Linked DNA regions of Rattus norvegicus: region 2 is linked to region 1. The links are chromatin contacts, called in public Hi-C maps. All regions are on one chromosome and are shown on one strand. The core of a region is the stretch at or near the end of the contact, and the rest is flanking DNA. Distances in the headings are between cores, read along the strand shown.

Evidence for each region. A called contact is a pair of places that touch in the nucleus more often than the background predicts.
Region 2: a contact with region 1 is called in a Hi-C map of mammary epithelial cells, with 3 times the contacts expected there. The contact joins two enhancer-like sites. A contact is called at or near these places in 4 of 12 Hi-C or Micro-C datasets (Schwann cells, kidney, mammary epithelial cells and 1 more).

Annotation. Positions count from the first base shown.
Region 1 is chr1:164,676,782-164,684,580 of GRCr8, forward strand. The region is part of intron 1 of Arhgef17 (Rho guanine nucleotide exchange factor 17); the gene reads right to left. Among named protein-coding and RNA genes, the nearest start is that of Arhgef17, 22 kb to the right of the region's middle. Within about 2 kb of position 1,585, at least 24 of the 93 cell types and tissues checked have an H3K27ac peak or open chromatin away from gene starts, as enhancers often do.
Region 2 is chr1:164,812,864-164,819,675 of GRCr8, forward strand. It overlaps a transcript of Fchsd2 not described here. Among named protein-coding and RNA genes, the nearest start is that of P2ry2, 37 kb to the left of the region's middle. Within about 2 kb of position 4,573, at least 19 of the 93 cell types and tissues checked have an H3K27ac peak or open chromatin away from gene starts, as enhancers often do.

The DNA of each region.
Region 1 (7,799 bases), core at 335-2,834:
GACTGCAGGCCAGAAGAGAGCACCAGATTTCATTACAGATGGTCATGAGCCACCATGTGGTTGCTGGGAATTGAACTCATGACCTCTGGAAGAGCAGTCAGTGCTCTTAACCGCTGAGCCATCCCTCCAGCCCTCATTTAGTTTTTGAGAGATGGTCTCACTATGTGGCTCTGGCTAGCCTATAATTTACAAAAATCCTCCTGCCTCTGTTTAGCAAGTGCTGGGACTAACTAAAGGCGAGAGTCACCACACCTGGCTTGCTCTCGACATTAAAAACAGTATTTCTAACTTTTACATGGGATCTCACTAAGTTGGCCAAGTTATCCTTAATCTACCTGTGGCAGGCCCTGAACTTTCCTACCTCAGCCTCCTCAGTACCTGGGGCTTGTGCCATGAGACCTGGCAGTCTGCTTACTCATAAAACTCGGCCTACGTGTTGGGCGGAAGCCGGGCCACATGCCACGTATAGGTATTCCAACTGACAGCTCTGATGGGGCCCCAGCCAAACATCAGTGTTAACTGCTAAGTCTGACAAGAACCAGTCTAGTGCAGGCACCACCTGACCACCATGAAACTCACAGTGAAAAGGAGACAGAGGCCCAGGGAAGCAGACAAGGACGCCAGGCCCTGCAGACAGTAGGAGGCCGTGCTTGAACCCAGAGCTCTTGCTATACTGACAGAAAAATGAAACCGGGATGATTTCTGCATGAACCCTCATTTTATCTGTTGGCCCACAGGGGTCAGGCTGGGACCCCAGCATGAGCAGTAGTAAAAAAATCAGAGATCTACTGGCTGTAAGAGAAGCAAGATGTAGCCCTCCATCCCCAGGCTGGGGAAATCAGGCTGCCTTCTGATGGCTAAATCTGGCTTGCCCATCTCTTGGCCTGGAACTCCTGGCGCATCCCAGAGCCCAGGGTATAGCATACAGTGCCAGGTCCTCAATGGGGAATTGGGGTACAGTTTTTCTCCGTAGCTCACACTGTTCTTGAATGCCCTGTGATAATTCCCCAGACCATCCTTCTTCAACATGCTACAGATCTATACCTTGCCAAGACAGCCACAGAATCTAGGAGCACCTCTCTGATTTTCCAGAAGCACCAAGGTCTAGGAAAGACCCCAGTTCCCACAGATGTGTGCTGAGAACTTCAGTGGAATGACCCAAGCTTGGATCTAACCCCAAGTAAATGGCACCTCAGAGCCATATGACTTCGCCAGATCACAGAGCACATTATCAAGAAGTTAGGCCAAACCCAGGACACCCTGAATTAGGAAGTGGGGGTGACAGCTGTATTCATTTTCCTGGATGGCTAAGATGGAGATAGAAGGGAGGTCTCAATGTCTGCCTGCCTCAGGACTACAAGAATAATAAAAACAGGAATTAGTATCAAATAGACACACACTGGGTACATAACATATATCTACTGACTGCCCTTATTGCTCTGTGACTTAGTTTCCCCTTCTGTTAACAGATGAAGGAGGTGGGAAAGCTCAAGAGGGTTCTAAATTCCCCACTAGAGAGATCAGACTGGGAGAAAGGCTTGGCTGAGAAGCCCAAGTGGAGAAGCTGGGGCACCAGGACTGCACTTCCACCAAATACTCCTAGGTGGCAGCAGAGATCTGCAGGCTGGGGTTGTAGAGCATGTGGTTTGAATTTAACTGCCATGATTTTTCTTTTTAATGTGTGGGTTCCCCCCCCCCCTTTTTTTCGTTTTCTGTCACTCCACCCCCTTCAGTTTCAAGCAGATACAGCTGAGCCTTCTAGACTTTGAAGGAAAAGTTTCTTATCCCAGATAGTAGAAGCAGGAGTGGAGGCTGGAGGGTACATCGGACCTAAGCCGATGTAAGAAGCATCTGAGGAGCCAGTCCATTCTGAACTCAGCCTTCTCTGCCCATTTCTCCCCTGTACCCACCATTTTACAGGTCAGGAGCCAGTCATGACCGCCTGTGAGGCCGTGGAGGTAGGAGTAGCACTTGCTAATAAATCTGGTAAGTTTGTATTTTAGGGGCTCCTAGGGTGTACCTCCAGACCTGCACGCATGTCTGTGCACTGCCTTGGTTTAGAACCCCAGGATGTGATGACCTCCAGGAGACTTCCCCTAAGAGCTCTAAAAAAATCATTCAACTTTCCAAACCTTGTTCAGAATGCTACCCAGGCCAGCCAGGGCCCCACATGAACTTCAACCACTCCTTCATCTAGCTGTAAATACCTTTTCCCCAGCGTCTATTTCCCTACCTGGAACATGCTAGAACTACAGCTCAGTGGCTGCTCTAGAAAGAATGGCTGCCTCCCATCTCCACTCATTTTAGTAGCACGGAGGGAGGCTGGGGTGAAGGGTCGTGGGAACGGAAGTTTCTCCGGTTTGATTCCAGCCCCTCCAATTCCCTCCTTCCTTCAGACAGGCACATATGGGGGGGGGGGTCCATTTGTACACTGTTGATAGAGATGGGGTGTCTTGCCTGTAGGGCGGAAGATGATTCATTGGGCCATGAGCCAGGCACCCTGGGAAAGGCCAAGCAGGCCTCAGGCCAGAGCCCCAGGGAGTAAAGAACAGGGCCTGACTGGGCTGTGTATAAATCCTAGGGACTCTCAAAGCCCCACAGCCAAAAGAGACCATCTTCCCTAATTAGACAATGCCAGAAACCCTTCTGCTCAGGCTACCAAAGGCCCAGGGAAATGAGGTGGATGACTTCCGGCTGCTGCTGTGCCCTCCCGATCCAGTGTGCAGCCAGTCTCTCCCTCCTCAGCACTGGGTCCTGTACCCATGGGCTCTTGGCTGGGTCCCATTTAAACTATGCTCCACTTTTTCCAGGGAACTTTAAATCTTCTCCCTCAGCCACCTCACCTCAGACCAGGGTAGGCACTGACTGTCCGGACGGTCATGGCTCCCAAAGCAGTCCTTCCTTTTTATCATGCCAGAGAACTATGAGGTGCCAGTCTAGGATGCTCCCTAGGGCACCAGAGGACAGTAACAAGATCTGGAAGCTCCAGACGGATGGAGGAGGCACCACCAAGGCCTAGAGCCCAGTTCCCATAGTGCATTCACTCAGCACACAGGTGTGAATGAGCAGAGACAAAGGCTGCAGGTATCAGAGGGATGAAAAGGCACAGCGAGGCCACTATGTCTATGACCAACTCCCTGAAAGGGCAGAGGGACTGGTCCCCACACTGACACCCTTCTCTCTCTTTGTTTCCTGGTTTTGGTTTTTGTTGAGACAGGGTTTCTCTGTGTAGCCTTGTCTACAAACTCACTTTGTAGACCAGTTCTCACAGAGTTCTGCTTGCCTCTGCCTTCCAAGTGCCAGGATTAAAGGTGTGTGTGCTCCTATGGCTCAGCTGGGGCCATTCCTTTCTGCTGGACGTATGGTATTGCTTCCCAATAGTGTCTCGGGACCTCAGGGTTTTGGTTTTTGTTGTTCGTTTTTTTTAGAGACAGGGTTTCTTTGTGTGGCCCTGGCTGTCCTGGTACTAGCCTCTGTAGACCAGGCTGGCCTTGAACTCAGAGGTCTGCCTGCCTCTGTCTCCTGGGATTAAAGGCGTGTGCCACCATGACCCATTAGGGCCTCAGGGTTTTAGGGTCTCTTCTCTTGGCCAGAAATACCCAGGAAGCTAGGATGTACTGTGGCCTCACCTGACTCAGACCATGCACTCCAGGGAATACTGTTACCGACCGGTTACATTAACCCTGGCGTGTCTGGCTCAGCCCGGACCCCACAGAAGTTTCTGTCATTACAGCAGGCCAACTTGCTCAGTTTCCTACCCAGTCATGGCTCAGAGATCCCACAAGCCAAGGGCCACCACTAGGCCTGGACCACACTGGCAGGCATGATCTCTGCCTCTGCCCGACCACCAGCAGCTTGTGCTTCTAGGCCTTTCTGTGCTTTTCCCATCAACTAAAAGAGAAGCTCCTAGAAGATGCTTCTCTGAAGGCCAACCAGTGTCAGACAGAGGGGTTGCTCCCCACGTCCCAGGACCAAAGTCCACCTTTAGGAAGGCAGCCTGACAGCTCAGATGGCCACTCCTGAAACTTTAGCTTTGGGTCCTCAGAATCTCTCGACTTGTAGCTGTCAACAGTAAGTGGCACCGTTGTTGACTCGGTACCATAGAGTTTACAGAACGCCATAGCAGTAAATCTCCTAAGACTTCATAGCCACTCAGCGACAGCACTGAGTCTCTGCACAAGTCATAACCTGCTGAGTTCTCAAGCCTAGGCAGTGGGCTAGACCAAATCCTCCCTCTGCCACTGACCACTAAGCGGCTGGGACCAATCACTTAACTTTACAGAGCCCCAGGACAGGAAGACAGCGAAGACCTAAAAATAGCAGGTCCGTCTATGGAGGGATTCCACTCTCTGCTGACTAAGCACCTCACAGGTGTTAGCTTTAACCTCAAAATAAGCTCCTAGGTGGGCCCTATTATTACCTTGTGTCACAGAGGACAAGGCAGCACTCAAGATTTCTCAAGCAGACAGGACTCCAGCCCCAGGGGACCCTGGGTAAAAGAAAAGAGTTAGGACAGTTACATCTGTCCAGAGTGCCAGCCTGGGCTCTCAGCACATGGACTCTACCCACACGGCCTGCTTCAATTCCAACCACAGGGAGGGTGCCTGAGTCATAGCCCTTATGAAGATCTCTGAAATGTTACAAAGAAGGAGTCCACTGTGTTATCCAATGAAAGCAAGAGGCGCTCATGCCAACATAACTATTGTCTCCATGTACAGATGGGGGGAGGTGCACACCTGGAAGTCACCGGAATGTCAACGGTGGGCAGGGCCAAGGCATGGGGACAGGGCAGAAGAGGAAACAGCCAGGGACACTCTTGATGGCTGACTGACTCGGAAAGACCAATCTGTACCTCGATTTTCTCATCTATAACGCAGAGAGTAGAAAGCACTTATTTAGCACAGTACCAGGAATCGAGAGGGCACTCCACAAATACTGGCTGCTATAAATGAGGCTGAATCATTACCCCAGGAAGAAGGCTCTAAGAGACTCTTGGAAGGCATGTGTCTAAGAACCACTAGTTCAGCCTCCTCCAAGATAGGCCCTGGCAGTCCTTGCTCGTACACCCCAGAACTGAAGAGCTCAGTCGCCCCTCACTGGTACTCTGGGAACATCTTGCCCTACAGAAGAAGGGCCACATGTGCTGGAGCCTCCAGTCTCTGGGCACCAGCTCAGACTGCCAGGGCCAATGGATGCCTGGGATCTGGAGGATTCCTCCACCTACCATTCCAAAACCTTTTGGTCTGGGTTTTTTCTATGGTGGTGACTCCCCAAGTAAGGTTGGAGGAGGCTTTCTCAGTGGCTCCAAGGCCCCTGCCTAGATGGTCACCTCTGTCCCTCCCACTCTGTGCCTCAACACAGAACCATTTGCTGGCAGTACTATCGGCCTTCATTTTCTTGTTTGGAAAACAAATGAGAAACCAGCTGGGCCTAACGTCCTCCCCAGCCTTCTCCTGACTCCCTAGTCCCTAAGGGTGGGAGGCCCTTCTGCCTCCTCCCTGGACAAGGGCCTTGTGGAAAACCCCAGAGGAGAGGCCTTGTGAGCTGGTGTTGCCATGGCAATGGCAGCCCTGGAATTTGACCACTGGGGCCCTGGAGTGGGGGTGGGGAGTTGGTATAGGCCACGCTGGGGGCAGGGAAGAAGGTCCAGAAGCCCAGAAGCAGGGGATGGCAATCCAAAGCCCCTCCATGGCCTCAGTATCCCCATCTATAGAGGCTGTGAGGAACGGTTCCCAGGATCTCCCTTTTCTATTCTAACTGATGGATCAGGGAGACAGTCAGGGCGAGGCCAATTGTGCCCTTTGATAGATAGCTAGGGACACCAAGGAACAAGGACTCACTAGAAATTAAAAGCCAAGTCCACAGCAGTGGCAGGGTTAGTTAGCTTCTGAGACCTGTCCGCACTCTGCCATCCCCATATCTTTACCCCAAGGATGAGGGTGCCTGTTGATGGTGGGGCAAAAGAACACCTCAAAACTGGAGAACTGTCCTGAGACACCCTGGTAACCCTTGCCATTCCTGGATCTGGAGGGCGGGCAGAGGGCCTGCCCCTCCCAGCTTGCTGTGCCAGGCTGCAGTGGGTATTTTTAAACAGGCGCCCGCCCCTTGGCCTTCCCACCTGCCCACCCCAGGAACACAATGAGCCCGGCTGCCAGCCTTCTGTGTACTTCCGACAAGTTCCAGCAAGCCACCCTCTGCATCCCACCTCCTCCCTCCCCGTCAGCCCAGCCGTCAGGGTGCTATCCAGCGTCTCCTCCCGCTGCAATGCTGGAGGCTCAGAGAGGAGGTGGAAGTCACACAGCCCAGGGAATTTGGGAATGCTGTACCGCCAACTTGTGCCCTCACCGCCAAATGCCACTGAATTCTTCTGGTGCCACTCCGGCTCCTTCTGCATCCTTTCTGTCCCTGACCCTCAAAAGTCACAGCCTCACTCCCCCACAGACCTTCACGCCCTCTTTCAGAAAGATAACACAACTATGAGTCCTCAGCTCAAAACGCCAGTCACGGGGGGGGGGGGGGGGGGGGAAGCAAGCTGAGTCGGTGCTGTGACTCCCACCGCACGGCAGGATAAGTTCCATATAGATCAAACATTGAGATGTAAAACAAAAACAAAAGCCATAAAGCACCAGAGGGTGGGAGACTTTCTAACCAGGGCTCCAAAGCTAAAGTCAGATCAGCTTGATAAATTGGACCACATTTAAAAACAATTAAAAACCTTTCTGGGCCAGCAAGATGGCCCTGTGGGTAATATCCGTTATGCCAAAAGCCTGCTGATACCCAGAACCCACTTGGAAAAAGACAAAGGAAAACGGATGCTACGAAATCCTTCTGCCCTCCACACGCAACACTCCGGCATGTTCTCACACCCAGTGACAAAAACTTCTTAAAGTTTACAAGAACTAGAAACAAAGCCTTCTGCAGAACCAAAATATACCCTATACAAAAGACAAAAAATCAGGTGAGAAATCAGGAAAAGACATTTGTAACTCATAACTCAGTCGAAGAACGAAATCCTCTCTCCCAGAGTTTAAAAAGCTTCCTAGAAATGGCTAAGCCACCAACAAGCAACCAGGACAGGAGAAAACTATGAGAAAAAAATCTGAGTTAGGACAGAGTGACAGTGACGTGGGTACCTACCGGACTGGTAACTGTCCAAAAGTCAGGTTAGCAGGGTCATGCCTCTTCACATCGCTAGAGGCACGGGCATGTAGGAAACATCGAAATGCAAATCACATACACATAATGTCTTAGCAATCTCATGCCCCAAGGGACTCCACTCCCACAACAGAATGATGTAGTACAGATCCTTTGCTGTACTATTGTATTGTTTATAACTGCAAGAGACCTGAAAATATTCTGTAATTTTAAACGTTACTATTATTATTACTGTTTACACTGTGTGTGTGTGTGTGTGTGTGTGTGTGTGTGTGTGTTTGTGTACACTTACTCAGAGGATAACTTGTAGCTCTCCTACCACGTTGACTCCTGGAGACTGAGGTCATTAGATTTGCCAGCAAGTGCCTTTACCCACTTAGGTCAGCCTTATTTAGCTTTTCTGTTTTGTTTTTGGGACAGTGTTTTGTGATGTAGCCAAGGCTGGCCTCAGATTTAGAACGATGCTCGTGCCTCGGCCTCCTGAGTGCTGGAATCACACCATGATGCACACGCAGCCACAAGCAGCTTCACGCCCTTTAATCTGTGGTACCACACAGTTGGCTCATCACACAGGAAAAACACTATGCAGTACAAAAAGAACATGGGAGGCCATGCTAAACGGTCTCTTCCAGCTTACTTTCCTT
Region 2 (6,812 bases), core at 3,323-5,822, 140 kb after region 1:
ACTTGGTGAGAAATAAGACCCAACTCCCATGGGTTGTCCTTGGACCTATACATGAGTACCGTGGCATACATGCATGTGCACGAGTGCGCACACGTGCGTGTGCGTGCACACACACACATACACACACACTATGATAAATGATAGACACATTCTCTCATGATGAAGCCAAAGCTCACTCTTCATCTTTCCACCCTACTCCTCAGTGAGGACATCACCCAGCTGGCTGCCTGGATCAGGAACAGCCAAGCCTTTTCTCACTTCTCGGGTGCCCATCCAATCTTCTGTGAATTTTGCCCACTGCTCTCAGTGTCCCGGAACTGTGCACTTTTCATTTCCCACAGCCATGTCCACATTCGTGATTCATCTCTTGCACTTGAACTTGGAAAGCAGACGGCCCCTCCATTCTCCTCCGTTCGCCTTCAATCCATACTCTATGCAGCAGCCAGAGGTGGATCCCAATGCTGTCATGTCTTTGTGCAAAACCCTTCCATGTCTCACCATTGCCCATGTTATCTGTTTGCCTGGCATCAGAGGCCCTGCCTGACCTGCGCTCTGTGGCCTCAGCTCACCTCACCTGTCTATCCAATGACTATGGACCAACTCATTGTCAGCCTTGGCTCACCGCAGAACCTGCTCCACAAGGCCTCTTATCTTTAGATTTCAACCATTTGGAGAGTCCTCTTTGGGAGTGATCTGGGTAAATAAGGTGTGTGTGTGTGTGTGTGTGTGTGTGTGTGTGTGTGTGTGTGTTCACAATGGTTCCTCATCAGCCTTCTACCTTCAACAAGCCGGTTAAACAGACAAGTATTAGTAAAACAGAGTAAGGAGGTCACAATCGAAAGATGAGCCCAGAGATCCTGTGAAGCCCAAGTTGATCCTCAGGATCCCGACATGAGGTTTGGACTTACACAGAGGGATGTGGGTTTGCAGAGCTCTATTAATTCTGGACAAGTTGAGGTCCTGGCCATCATTGCTTGGGATACACTCTGTCCTTCCTGCATAGTGGTCTAACAAATTGTCAGAACGGTGTGAAATCTCTTACTGGGAGACACTAAATCTCATGTTTTTCCTTCTCCCAGAAAAATTCTAAGGTCCTGGATCCATAAGCACAATAGTCAAGGAGAAAAGTCTCTTAGAATATCTTCAATTTTGTCAGGGTGGTTATAATTTTTTGTTTCAAAACAATTTAAGATGGATCTGTCTTGAGTGCCAGCCAAACACACACAGGTCCTCCCTCTTACGGCCCCTGCAGCCAGAGCCTGGGCACCAGCAGGGCCACAGGGCAGGCACAGCCCACAGAGGACTTCTAGGAACCAGAATGAGCAGAGATGAGGCAGCTGGGGCCCAGAGAGGGACCCATCTAGCTTGGGTGATGCTCACAGATGTGAAGTTGGGGGTTCAGATGTAAGATTTTGAGTCTATTGTTTCAGGGGTTCCTCGGTTACTAGGAGAGAGAAGACTCCAGAAGACTAAACTGCAGCTCGTTGGCCAGCAGCCTGACAATTAGCATCATGCTCAGTCAGCCCTCCAAGAAAGAGCCAACTGGAGACCAGCTGAGATCATGGGAAGAGCTGAGGGGGTGGGAAGGACCCAGAAGGAGTAACAGTCCAGAGACAGAAGGGGCAAAGGCTGGTGAGGAGGTGGGGGTGTGTCCCACAGCTTCCTTCTGAGCCCTGCTTACAGCTCCTTGCCCACTGCTTAGGTCGGCCTCAAGTTACTTTTCCTAGGCAGCATGGTCAAGAGGGAGCAGGGTAGGGATGGTTGGAGGTCGGGGAGGGCGAGCTTGAGGTTCTACAAGGAAGGCCCCAGCTGACAGAGACCATATCCCCCGGGTGGGCACACTGTATGCTGAGTCCCCAACAGTCTTTAAACCCCTCTCACCTCCTTTGCCCCTTCCATATATCTTGGGATCGTGTTCCTTATACCTATTGCGTAGGAGAGGGCTGGAGATGTAGCAGTTGCCTAACAGGTACAAGGCCTAGCACTCAGAAGGCCAGTGCAGAATTGTAGCAAATCCAAAGGCTAGCCTCGGCTACAAAGTAATAACCCCTTCCCTCAAAAAGACAGAGGTGCTGAGGATATATCTCAGTTGGTAGAGTCCTTGCTTAGCTTGCACAAAAAGCCCAATCCCAAAAGTTCAATCCCAGCACTTCATGTAACTGAACATGGTGATCCATCCCTGTATCCCAGCACTTGAGGCAGACTCAGGAAGATCAGGAGTTCAAAGCCGGCCTCTGCCACATAGTGAGTTGGTGGCACCCATGGGCTACATGAGCCCTGTGTCTCCCAATCTCCATACCTACACCCCCCTCCAAAGCAAGGCATGATGGTACACACCTATTCAGGAGGTAGAAAGAGAAGGATCAGGGGTTTAGGTCACGCTTGGCTACATAGCGAGTTCAAGGTCATGTGACACTGTCACAAGCAGAATCCTAAGAAAGAAAGGAAAGAAACTGGCATTTGTTGGACCCCTGAAAGGGCCTCCCCCTCTCTGTCATTCTACATGGTCATTCACAGGTCATAGGATCTAGAGCCCAGCTGGGGAGGCCTGAGTTTTTGTGCTAACTCTGCCATGACTGTCTCTCGGGTTCTGCAGATGAGTATTGAGGCATCCAGTCTCCCAGGCATCTTTGTTCCGTCCTCTCTGCTCTCTCTAACTTTAAAACATGGTTCATTTGTCTCTGCAGAGAGGCTGAGCATGTACCAGGCTGGGGAAGGATGACTCTTGTCATATCCTGCCAGTTAGCTCTGAGGGTGACTTCCCAAGCAGTGGTGGGAGAAGCTGGATGGGGGACAAGGATTCTAATTTCACCTCTGGAACCAAAGCTGGGTCTGGCCTTCTCACTCCTCCAAGACCCCAACTGACCTCACCACTGAGAGGCTGGGAACTGACCCAGGGGCTGAGCTGAGATGATGGACTAGGAGGCCCTAAAATTAGCTCCAAGGCAAAGGGAGCAGGAGCTGGCCCCAGCTGTAGACTCCCACAGTGCCAGGAATGGAGTCCTCACCCAGCGCAAGTGGAGAGACCAGCCAAAGTCTCAGCAGGGACTTGGCGCCATGCAGGGAGCCGAGAGTCACAGCTTCCTATAGGCACAGGTCAAAGGAGCTTGGAGGACAAGGGGGCCAGCTCCTTGGGCTCTGAGTTGGGTGCCAGCCACCAGCCTTTTAGAGCTTTGGGAGGCACCAGGGAGGAGCGTTGCTGTTTATATTCTCCTGGGACAGGGTTAAGGGGACCGACCTGTCCCCTCAAGGCTGAATTAGATAACCACAAACCTAAGTACCAACTCCAGGAGTGTAGGAGGACTAGATAAGCTTCCCTTGGGAGTAGATTGGAGACACCAGTGACCAGTCCCAAAGTCAGGGCCTTTTCTCCACCCAGGGTAGCAGCCCCACCCTTGTCTGCCTGAGGGCTTTGAGGGGCTTGTGAAAATGCAGATTCTGCTGGGCATGAAAGCACACGTTCACAACCCCCCAACACACACACACACACACACACACACACACACACACACACACACACACACACGCCCAGGGCAGCCAGGGTTACATAGAGAAACCCTGTCTTGAAAAACAACAACAACACCCTAAATAAAACAAAAAACAAAGCAAAACAAAATAACAATGACGGCAAAGAAGGAGGAGAAAGGAGAGGGGAGAAAAATTAAACAAAGTCTAATCTCTATTGAGCACAATGCCCGGATAAGGCATTGAGAATGTTAAACATTTTTTCTTTTTCTTTTTCTTTTTTTTTTTTTTTATATGGGTTTTGGTTTTGTGAGGCAAGATCTCACAGTCCTCTCACGTTGGTCTCCTGAGTGCTGGATTATAGACAACGCTCAACTACTCTTTTGTTTGTTTGTTTGTTTTTAAATTTACATTTTTAAATTTACATTTCAAATGTTATTCCCTTTCCTGGTTTCCCGGACATAAGCCCCCTATTCCATCCCCCTACCCTTCTTCTATAATGATGTTCCTCTCCCCATCCAACCCCCTTTCCATCCCCTTATGTCCCCCCCATCCCATCCCCCCACTCCCCTTCTTGCCCCCCTCGACTACTCTTGATATCTTATTTGATTCCCTTAACAACTCCAATGAATAGACAAAACTGAAGCTCAGAGATTTAAGGGACTTGCTCAAGGTCACACAGCAAATCAGCAGCAGACAGGGCTGGGACCTCCACTTGTGCCTGCGTCCATCAGCACACCCAACTCCTGAGGGTGACCTTGAGAGCACTGCACAGTTAGATGGCCTTGGGGAGTGCAGGAGGGAAGCAGAGGCAGGCCTGGGAGGATGGGTTAAGGTCATGCACTGTGATTCAGAAATCAAGCTGCGAGGGTGGGGAAAGGTAAGGTGACAAGTTCGGGCATGAGGCTTCCCTCTGCTGGCCAGCTTCTGCTTCCTCCTCTGTGAAGTGAGGAGGAAGTTTGAATTCAAGAAGAGTTCCACTCCAGGCCTGCCTGGCACACAGTAGGCCCTCAGGATGTGTGAGCGGGGCCTTGCCTTCCCCTGGTGACTTGGGAGTGACAGGGTTAAGTAGAAGTCTGGAGAGGACCGAGGAGAGGCGCTAGGTCACAGCCTAGAGAGGTCTCTGGGAACCAACCCTGACAGATAGCATCCGGCTCCGCCCACCCCTCATCCCACCCCTGGCTCTTCCCGCTTGGCCCAGGCTGAAGAGGCAGTCAAACTAGTGGGCCTAGTTTACTACAAAAGCCCTCTGGAAAGTAAACACCTTCCATCTCTCACACCCCACCCCACCTCCCATACTCTACCCCACCTTCTTTGTCAAAGCGCCCTCAGCTATACGAGAATCATCCTCCTAGTGCCCAATAGGCTAATGCCCTTGGGGACCTAAACTCCACTAGGCTGGGCCGGATGTCAGGCCTGGCCTCTGGAAGTCTACGGTGACTCACGTTCACTTCCTCCACCTACAGTCATAACTTTGTTCCTGAATCGAGGACACGTTCCTTAAGCTGTCCTCACTCGGTAACTCCTGAAGAACAGCTTCGCCAGGTGGATCCCCACCCACTCTCCTCCCCAGCGTGCCTTCCATAGACGTGTGCTGCTAGAATAAAGAGCTGCTCCTATGGGCCTCTGTAGAAAGTGGACAGGGCAAAGGGGCCATTAGCTTCTCCTGGGACAGAATCGAGGCGCTCTGTGGATCCTCGAGCTCTCTCTGGGGATCTGGGGATCCTCGAGCCCCCTCCAAGCACGTGCTGTGGAGCCTCTAGCCTCCTGCAGAAAGCTGATCCTCATCGGGAGTCTAGATTTCAGAGAATTCACCGAATCTATCTTCTTCATTTACCATATGAGAAGTCTGGGGCTACGAGGAGACCATCACCAAGACAAGGTCACCCAGAGAAAGGTGAAAAGATAACTTTGGCGCCACCCTGTGGCATAAAGGAGGAAACGCAGAGCTGGCGAACCTAGGTTAGTCTCCCGGGATGGGGGCAATTCCTCTACACCAGGACCCTCCTGGGTAATAGAGCCCTGCTCCTTCCAGTTACACAGCCTCTGTCCCCACTGGTCACTCCAATGCAGTGTCCCTCTCCCATACCAGACTAGGAGCTCCTCAAGGGCAAAGCCAGATCTGAATCATCACACCATTTATAAGGGCATTGTGAAGGCTCGAGGAAATGATTTAAGATGAGCTGAATTCAGTATCAATTGGAAGGAAACAGCATGCAATGTGGGCAAAAACTTCTGCCCAAGAATGTTTATTGAATCAATGCTTGTAAAAGCAAGAGTTGTGCTGGTCACTGTTGAAGAGAGAGATGGATGCAGGCCTCCTTGTGCTGCTCATTTCCCTTGTGTTTGAAATGTTTTGAAACAAAGGAATGAGTAGAAAGCATCAAAGTCCAATGATAGAGCCCAAGTGAACTATACACAGCTGCTCAAAGGAAAGTGTTCGAGACATTTAAAAATGCTAGCATGGGGTTTAATTTAATACTGAAATTGTTCGCAAAAAGTATTTTAATTACATTGATTTATTCATACATGTGTGTTTTATTGATAAGTATCATGTGCCATATAATTTGCGCATTTAACATACTCTGTGTAAACCAGGTATGGTGGTTCCCACAGTCTGGAGGCTGAGTCAGGAGGATTGCCACAAGTTGGATGGTAGCCTATGCTACATAATAACTTGGAGGCCGTTTTGTGATACATGGTGAAATCCTGTCTCAAGAAAGGGTACAAGATACTAGTAGTAATAGAAATGGTGAAGTGTGTGTCAATGATATTTACTATGTTCTCCAATGTTCTCTGGTCAGCACCACGGTCAGTTTATAACATCTTCCTCAACAAAAGTGCGTGTCCATTCATAAACGGCCTCTCTTCTATTTCTCCTATCCCACCCTAAACCCTCAGTCTGCTTTCTCTCTGTATGGACTTGTCCGTTCTGGATCGTTCCCATAACCAGAATCAGAATTATACAACGTACCCTCTTTGGTGTCTAGCTCTTTCTCCTTAGTGTAATGTATTCGGGTTTCATCTAAGTCACAGATAGTCCGGAAATAGCAGTGTTTCATTCTTTTCTGTGACTAAATAGTACTCTGTGTGCACGCAGAGAGATAGGATCTTTTGTAGTCTAGACCTTGAATTCACTATACAGCCAAGGACGTTCCTCTTGCCTGCACCTCCTGCCTGCTGGGATCACACGCATGTATCACTCTGCCTGGCATTATGATGCTGGTAATTGAAGCAGAGCTCCCTGCACACTAGGCAAGCATTTCACTACACTGAGCTGCGTCCCTAGCCTCGATTTGACATTTGCTTTTGGAGGGCTACACGGGGGAGGGAGCCAAGGCCTTGAG